2 separate regions of the Gasterosteus aculeatus genome follow, and region 2 is linked to region 1. A link is a contact called in public Hi-C data. All regions are on one chromosome and are shown on one strand. Each heading gives the region's core, a stretch centred on a gene start, on an enhancer-like site or on the middle of the called end of the contact. The rest is flanking DNA. Distances are from core to core; before and after follow the strand shown.

What was found. Hi-C and Micro-C count contacts between places; a contact is called where the count stands out from the background.
Region 2: a Hi-C map of skeletal muscle shows a contact between it and region 1, with 4 times the contacts expected there. The contact joins the promoter of zbtb16a here to the enhancer-like site in region 1. A contact is called at or near these places in 2 of 6 Hi-C or Micro-C datasets (skeletal muscle and tail fin).

What each region holds. Positions count from the first base shown.
Region 1 is chr7:28,080,547-28,084,915 of fGasAcu3.hap1.1, reverse strand. All of the region lies in intron 4 of zbtb16a (zinc finger and BTB domain containing 16a), which reads left to right. Among protein-coding and RNA genes, the nearest start is that of htr3a, 40 kb to the right of the region's middle. Within about 2 kb of position 1,770, at least 4 of the 9 cell types and tissues checked have open chromatin away from gene starts, as enhancers often do.
Region 2 is chr7:28,163,043-28,167,411 of fGasAcu3.hap1.1, reverse strand. It overlaps zbtb16a (zinc finger and BTB domain containing 16a), which reads left to right and starts at 2,186. Exons shown (of 7, transcript XM_040181271.2): 1 at 2,186-2,656.

The sequences.
Region 1 (4,369 bases), core at 521-3,020:
AGGACCAGGATTACACTTTAACCCCCACCACTGCAAGCAACCAGCTCCCCCCACCGCCCTGGCTGAGGGCCGGGGTCAGGTTAAAGGCCAGGCATCTTATACAGGGTGGGACAGAGAAAAGTGGAGAAAGTCCGTCTTTTGAACATTCCAAAATGCAGCTCGGTGAAGACCGCAGCCTTTGTTCCTTTACCAATAACGGCACGCAGAGTATTTTTATCTGAACATCCATTGGAGTACATGTGAAGAAAAAGGCTTTACTTTCATTCGAGGTGCAGCCATTAATATAACTGGTGGCCAGTTTGACTTAAATAATAATAAGTAAGTAATAAATAAGTTGCTTTACAACCACAAAAAGACAGTCACTGAATATGAGTTGATTAGGGTTAGGCGGTTATCTTTTAAACCATGTAGGAAAATATACATATAAACATGAACTAAATTGTCTGACAGAGGTGTCCGTTGTCCAGTGATAACTGGTGTGTTTGTGTATCGACAAAGTTCCATGAAGGAATCGTCATGATTTAAAAAAAGGCTCCGGTTGATGTTCCTTTCGTGGATTAAGGCAGATTAGGTCTCTTCCTCTCTTTCAAGACTTCTTCGTTTGAAGGGTGTTCTACTAGGAATGAAATCTTCTTGTCATCCATATGACATTCTTGTCGTCTTTACTTAACATTTTGGACGCCAAAAAAAAAGAAAAAAAATGGCAAGACGGCGTTAAAACAGGTGGCGGTGTGAGCAGTTTAACTTGAGACTGTTAGTCTCTCTGAGGCCTCAGTGTTGAGTGTCAATGATCGAATTAGCGACTTAAGAATGCGCAACGTTCATTTCTGTCAACAACTCATGATCGGTGTTCCACGATTTCCTTCTCATTTAATGAAATTTGACGAGGGTTCGTTGTCTCCACGGACAGATCGGCCCATTGTGGCGTCGCTCGGTCACATGTGCAGCGTTAGAGACGCTGGCTCCGTTTCTGAGCGCCGTCCCGAATGAATGTGTGTGTGTGTGTGTGTGTGTGTGTGTGTGTGAGCAGAAGGTTGTGTTTGTGTCTGGTGTGTGTCGCAGACTGTCGACAGTGTGTGTGTTTCAGTCTGCTTGTTTGCAGGCCAGATGTACTGAGCCGGGAATGGGGTCAAGGTGGGAGAAGCCCCCCCCACCCCCTCACCACCACCAAAAGAAAAAAGTGTTGGATTTATAGCAGCAGGTCCGGGTCTCTCCCTCCCACACCACGCGCTCATTTCCTGGGCTCTGTCCACGGAGAAATATGGCCTGGAGACGGAGACGGAGGGGTTAGAGGAAGGGAGGAAAGGAGGAAGAGGAGCTAAAGATAGAGACGGCGGTGCAGACACGCGCTGGCAGAATAAGGAGATAAAGAAGACACCGTGGGAAGAAGATGTCAACAACACACTTTGCTTTCCCGTCTTTAAAGTAAAAGAATCTTTTGTGCTTCCAAAGATATCAATAATATGCCTTATTCACACAAACCGACCGAGTCGATCCCGTTTAGCGGCTGATTGGATGCTCCTCCACTTGTTCTGAGGGGCCGTTGTGCTGCTGAATCTGAATTGAATGAGACTTTACGCCTCGGACTGTGCCTGTACTGTAACGGCACATCGGCGGCACAGCATTTACCGCCCCGCCCCCCCCGGTGACCCGGGGGCTCGGTGACAAACACCTGACCCCCCGAAACTGCTTTCTGATCTCCATTCTCAGCCATTAACCGTCTCGGCGGCGTCTCACCATACACCACGTGAGAGGCTTTGTTTTGTGTGTGACAGGAAGGTCGTACGAGGGCTTCTCCCATGTTGCTGTGGCTCTCCAGTGGGAACCAGTGTGTGTGTGTGTGTGTGTGTAGACAGAGGAGCGCCCCCTGCTGGCCACATGCCGCACAAGCGCTTTTATTCCCACTCATCTCAAGCGCCTGTTCTTTAGTCAGAGGCGACTTTATGTGGTCGTTTCGCTGCCGTCGGTGGTGTCGTCGCAATTATATGATTATCTTCCACTAATCTCTCCCATGGAATAGTCCTGCAGGACCAATTTCTGGTGCGGGATCGTTTCTTATCTGCATTTTTAGGCAATCTGGGGCAGCAGGCTTCTCACTTCTCCCCCGAGATGGAGGCTTAAGATGACGGCCTTTTAGTAATGATTTCATTTCTGCCTTCACTGAATCCCAATTTGATCCTAGCGAGGGAGAATACTCAGTTCAGCCCGTTGGAATTTGGCAGTATTTTGGATTTCAGTCTGAATTTGTGGTCGCACGTGGCGAAGGCTAATGAATCTACATGAGAGTGACACGTCTGCATGCTTTGAGTGGATATTATCCAAAGCCTTCATTTTTCCAAAGATCATTTTAGGATTAGTTGGTAATTCCTCCTGGGTACCGGCTCTTTTGTGTGCGCTATTTTAGAAACCACAGGCGGGCGCATACAGGTGGTTGTTAACAGTCCTGGCACTGAAAGCACTTGTTTTTCTCTCCTCTCCCTTTCCGTCTGAGGAGCTTTTGAGCTTCGCCGAGTTTCTCCGCTGCCTTTGATTTCCCCGTGCAAGCGACGAATACACGAAGCTCCTCTCATCTGCCCGAGCGTGCACACTGCACTGTGAGTAAAGCTACAAGCTGCCCGCTGATATCGTGATAAGTGGAGCTCCCCGGTGTGTAAAAGACAAAGATGGGAATTGAAAGACAAAATATTTCCAATATTTTCCCGAGCACGCGTTGTTGTGTGCACGTTCCCGTTTGTGTAATTGGACTCGGCAGTTCAAACCGGCTTGTACGGCGAGCTTAGGGAGTAACTTTATAAATAATGGAGACGCATCGTAATGGTAACGCACAGAAGAGCTTTATATGAAACACTCTTTGGTCTCAAGGTTCATTTCAGTATGACTAAAGTATAGAGACCGACACAGTAGGATCCTCCCCTGAATAAAACATGAAACCAGCACATGAGCCACAGTAGCAATAAAGGCATGTAAAAAAAAAAAAAGCAGGAAAAACGTTCTAAAAAGAGGCACTTTTAAGGGTGATATCCACGTTTTATATTCATCAGGTCCTGCCATGTAATTCACTGAAATATGAATGATGCACTATTTTGGATCCTGTCAACATTTTAGAAAATCCCTCTGTTAAGTGAAACCTCTGCTGGCGGTATGGACCACGAATAGATACTGAAGGTTGGGGTTCCATAGGCTTGTTGATGGAATTTGGATTCAATATTTAATACACAACAATAAATGTGCAATATGCAACGTTTGCCTTGACGGATAGTTGCACGTACACTGCATAACCCTGCTACTCTGTAACCCCTATTCATATTCTATTTCAATATTTATGTTGCGTTCTTTCCTGCCACTTGTTGCTGCGTTGAGCAACTTCCCCTGCAGACATCATTAAAGTTGTCCCTTAATATTGTATATCATAGAGCAACAGCTGCACGCTGCAGCATGATACAAGACTTCATCACAACTGTAATGAAGAGAGAAAGAGAGCGACCCCCCCTCCCTCCCCCCACACCCCTAACCCCCAAATCAATTTCCTTTCAATGGAATTAAGTGAGATTGAGGCACACCACTGTATTAGTTCTTCAAAAAGCAACACTCGCTCGCTCACAGGCACTCAGACACTCTTCTTCCTCCTCCTCCTCTTCCTCCTCCTGCTCTTCCTCCTCCTCCTCCTGCTCTTCTCTGGCGGCTGCCGTTTTCCTCTCGACGGCGTTTGATCGACACACAGCTCATCTATAAATAAAGGCTTTTCTTCCAACCCACAAAGTCAAGTCGGCCGCTCGCAGTTTGGCTCCAAGGTCACAGCTGCCTGAACTCCCCCCTTTTTTTTTTTCGCACTCATTTGCTGCGCGTTTTGGAAATTGCTTTAAAAGCACTTTAAGCAAATTTAACCTGAACCCGAATGCCTTTTTAACACCTATAATCACCAGTTTAACTTCAACCGCATGCATCATAGTAAGTGAATGTCATGGGCCAGATGTTGCTCACAAATGGGACCTTTAAAAATGATATGAACCATTAGCTTTTTGTTTTGGGCTTTTTTCTGTTTAAAACTGTTTTGTTTTTTTAATCTAACCAAATTGAGTCATTTTTTTATATCTCACTTTAGTTGGTTCACCGGCCCAAATCACTTAAATGTTCACTTTTCAATTTTCCACTGCACCCAAAATGGCTTTGTTGAAATAAACCAGATGATGAATCATCAACATCATCATCTATTTCAACGTACTAACGTACTGTGTTTATCGTCAGTAAACACAATGCTAATAGTGTTGCTTCAGCCGAAAGCATGTAGGAGACGGCATTGACCACTGGTTTATTTTTCCTTAGGCGTGTTCTTAGGTAATTTCAAGCCATAGGTATATGATCTAGTCAG
Region 2 (4,369 bases), core at 937-3,436, 82 kb before region 1:
CAACTTCTGACTAAAATAAGTACGATTTTAAAGCATACTGAGAGCTACTAGTCCACAAAGTGGCGCATGAGCCACTTCTGCCTCTGGGAAACTAACAAGTCCAGAGATTTAAATACGGAATGCCTCGAATCCAGAAAACCAATGCAAACGTTAATGTCCGTGTCAGAGCAGATTTTTCAGAGAAGTTTGCCTGCGGCCACGAAGACCTTCAAATAAGACTGAACCGCTGTGTCATGCCATGCCAAAGCATTTGACTCTCATTGGTTGTTGTTTGCAACTCTTTAACACCGTTGACCAAGCCTCACTCTTTGGCTACGAGACACCTTTTGTTATCGGTTAATATTGGTGATAATGCTAATCCTTCCCCCTCAGCGCACCGCCGCAAACCACAGTGTGCCGTCGTCCGCTGCTGATTGACGGAAGCCACTGAGTGACGCGTTGCAGACACCGGACGGCCTCCCTCAGATGGGCTGCTCAGGCCCGACTTGTCCGTTGCTTCTATTTGATCAGCCTCATAGTCTGTGGAGTGTTGATGTGAGCCTCCGGCTGCGAGGTGACTGAACTCGTCCTCCTGGACGATGACTCCATCCCAGCTCGAGGGTCTTACTGCGGCTGGGTTGAACAGGTCGTCCTTGCACCATTTGGCAAGGCTCCTCACGTAAGGTGCTCTGCAACCCTCAGTTGTTGGATGTGCTTTACCTGCTGTTTTATTTCCAGTCAGTCAGTGGTAGGTACGTTTCATTTTAATAAGTAAATATCATATAAAATATCCAATCTGTTATTTCTATACGAGCAGGCATATGTCAACCCGCTGGTGGCTTAATACTAAAGCGAGGGATCAAAGAAATCATTAGGATGCATCTTCTAGAAGACAAAAAAGGTTTGTGCCAGTGTGTCAAAATCTTTGATGGGCTTCACAAAAAGATTTAAAAACAAAGTCAAAAGCGAGCATGCATGTCTGTACAAACAAGACAGAAATGCACACACACATTGTGGTGATATTCTCCTCTTCCTTCTCCTGCTTCAGCCATGATTTTACAATCAAACCGAGACAAACAAAGTGCTTAAATGCAGAATAATTTATATTTCAGACTTTGCAAACAAAGACAAAGTAAGAGTTTTCCAGGAGCACTTAAAGAAATAACATCAATAGGAATAAAATATTGTGAAATGAAACCATCAGTACGAGATGGCTCCCAGTCAGTAATCGTCATTAAGACAAAAGTATCAATCAAGTTTCCTTTCAGAGAAGCTCTAAAGTATGCTTTTACCATAAAAGACTCCAGGAGGTATGTCAGGCCAAACTATAATGAGGTGTACCATCCACTGCGCAGCAGAAACAAAGCAACAGAAAAATGATTGCTATGCTAAGAAACAATTAAGGCCTCTTAATGCACCGCGAAAGCATTCGCCTGAGAGTCGTTCACCATATCGATCATCGACGACATCTTTTTACCGCATAAGAAAAAAGGGGCCACTGGTTCCCATGTGCAGTTTATTTAGTTTCATGGCCTTTCTTCAAATTAGTGTCAGTATCTTAAAAGCAGACCGCTCCTGCAAGTTTTTTTTTTAAATCTTTTAAATCAATTGCATTATAATTAATTTTATTTCTTTGTGTGCTTTTTTGCTTGTAATCTAGTTCACACACAATTGACACTAAGGAATGAAAAATATGCATCCTTTTAACCTTTGGTATATGAACATTGTGCGTTTGTTTGACGAACGACACGCATGTACGATATATCAAAAGTTAAATGTACACATCGAATCTGCTCTCTGAGGTTTTTGTCTTTCTTTTGCATAATGTCTAATTGAATATGTAACGTTTATATTGATATATAATAGTTTGATTAGTAAAAGAAGAATACTTAATACTAGATCTTTTATAAAATGATATTATTAAACCATTACACATTTCCGGGGTGACTTTGGTTCCTTCAGCTTTAATACATCATTGTGAACACTTGTAGCATCTCGAGGCGGCCGATTCGAACCTGTTGAGACGCAAGAACTTGGTGTGGTGTTTTCTCTCTTTTGGCATTACGATAATTTAACAGTTTTGATCAATAAAACATGCTTGCGTCAGTCTCATCACGCGGGACGTCTCAGCGCGCCTCGCGTTCACCTTTGCCGTCCTCTGCTGCCCCAAACACGGACCAAGTCGACTTTCATTGAACGATTGGAGGGAGGACAGAAAGAGAGAGAGAGAGAGGGGGGGGAGACTCTTCCCCCACATGGCCGCCGAACCCTCCCCGGCGGGAGTTTGAGCTCCACCTGCGGGCCGCGAGCGCATCCCGTCACACCTGGAAGGCGTCGCCCTGCCTGTCGTTCGGCGCACTGTAACGCAGCCGTTTGACGCGAGACAGCCCCCTAGGTGTCTCACTTCTCTCAGTGTTCAGCGCGCGCGCGCGCGTGTGTGTGTGTGTGTGCGTGTGTTTGCGCGTGTGGCTGGACCGGCCTGCTGCTCGTCTGGCTGCGTTGACGTCAGCGCTGATGTTGATTTGCTCAGGCGAGGGAAGAGAAAGGAGTTAGTGCGCGTTGAGAGAGCGGCCACTGCGAGCCGCCTTCACGATGCTGTAGCCGCGCTCCCTCCTTCCCTCCTCCTCCTCCTCCTGCTCCTCCTGCACTGTACGGAATCATTAAACGTGCAACTTGGGTGAGTACCGAATCCGGGCGAAACGCGGGCTGCAGTTTCCGCGGCGACAAGTGCCCGGAGCCGCGACTCCGCACGCGCGTGCCGCTGTTTTCTCTCTGTGTACTTTCATTCACCATGTGGATATTTGGATGCGTTTATTGCGCCGGGGATCGTTTTTTTTTCTTCCTTTTTCTTTTTTTCCTCCTTCCTCTTCTTGTTGCTTCTCCCCGTTCGACCTCACGCTGAAGTTAACAGCCGAACGCGACTTCGGCACGCGAGTTGGAACCTGCGCACCGGCGGGGCGCTGCATGGAAAACAAGTGTTTCCCCTGATTGCGCCCGCGAAGGTGTTGAAGTTTGCATTAACACACGGTATCTATTGTAGAGATGTTAAGGTTGACGTACGCCCCTCACCACCACCACACACCCCACTCACACACACACTCACACACACCGCGGTGGGTTTAGTATGCCGGGGATCGCGGCTGGAGGACGTGAGGTCTGGGCAGTTCCAACGGGAGACAGACAACACATGACGCCCCGCTCCATGTGACTTTACTGGAGAAATCGCGTTGGCTCGTTTTGAGGGGTATTGTGATCTTTTTTTTTTTTTTTTTCTAGATGTATTTTTAAACAGCGACACTGTTGCCCGTCCTCGTGTCTCCAGTTGCACCAGTGTGGCTCATTTGGCCGTGATGACATCACGCAGAGGACTGGGCACACTGGTCGTTTTTTTTTTTACTCGAAACGAACCCAAATCTTCAGCTGATTGACGGGCAGCTAAAGACGTGTGATTGGTGACCGATAATCGATTCGCAGGAGCGCGCGCGCGGCGCGAGGTGTGTGTGGGGGGCGGGAGCTGGTAACCGAAGCAATGGCAAATTGATTTGTTATCGAGACTGTCTGATCTCGCTCTCTGTGTCACTCTCCTTTTTTGTCCTCCCCTCTTCACCCTTCAGGCATCGCTCGCTCTCTCTCTCATTTCTCCCCCCCCCCCCCCCCCTCATCAGCTGTCAATGTTCCCCTTTAGCGTGTTTTCATTTGGTCACAAACAAAGTCCACCTGTGCGCCGGTCTGAGGAGAGCTGCCTTCAATCGGCGTGAGATTGTCCCAGCTGTCCGTCTCGCGTGCACTTTTAGCACGCTCAATGTCTCCCCCCCCCCCCGTCTGGTTAACGATGCTGTAGCATTTTGCTGTCCCCCACATTTGCGCGTGTCAGTGTGGAATATTGCGCGCTGCTCGTGCGCGCCGTGGCAGACGACTCGTGACCAGATTGATTGTGGAGCCTTTCCGTTGAAGTCGGCGCCAGGCGGTTGTTGTCAGCGGCCCGCGTTGGGCTCGAGCCCTCGCGGCTGAATGTAGTTGGCGTTTTGCATAATGCATAACGCGCTGTGTAATTGCTCTGGTGCGTCTGGGGGGGGTGTTCGCGCTGTCTAGACGCACGTCCCGTTTGTAAATACAGACGCGATAAAGTCCCCAAACAGGAAGTTCGCCTCGTGTCCCGCAGGGCGCAGGAGCCCCGGCTTGTGCCCACAAGTGCGCAACAAGCATCGGTCTTTTACGGGGCCGTAAACCGGCGCTATTGGCACACCTGTAATAAAGATAATGTCGGGGGTTAAACGTGACCTCTGTTGATTTGAGAGGCTGGAGCTCCGCTGGATGAGAACTTGTGGTTTTAATCTTCTAAATAGATTGCATCAATGTGCCCGAAATAAAATGAACCCAAAGCGGGCCA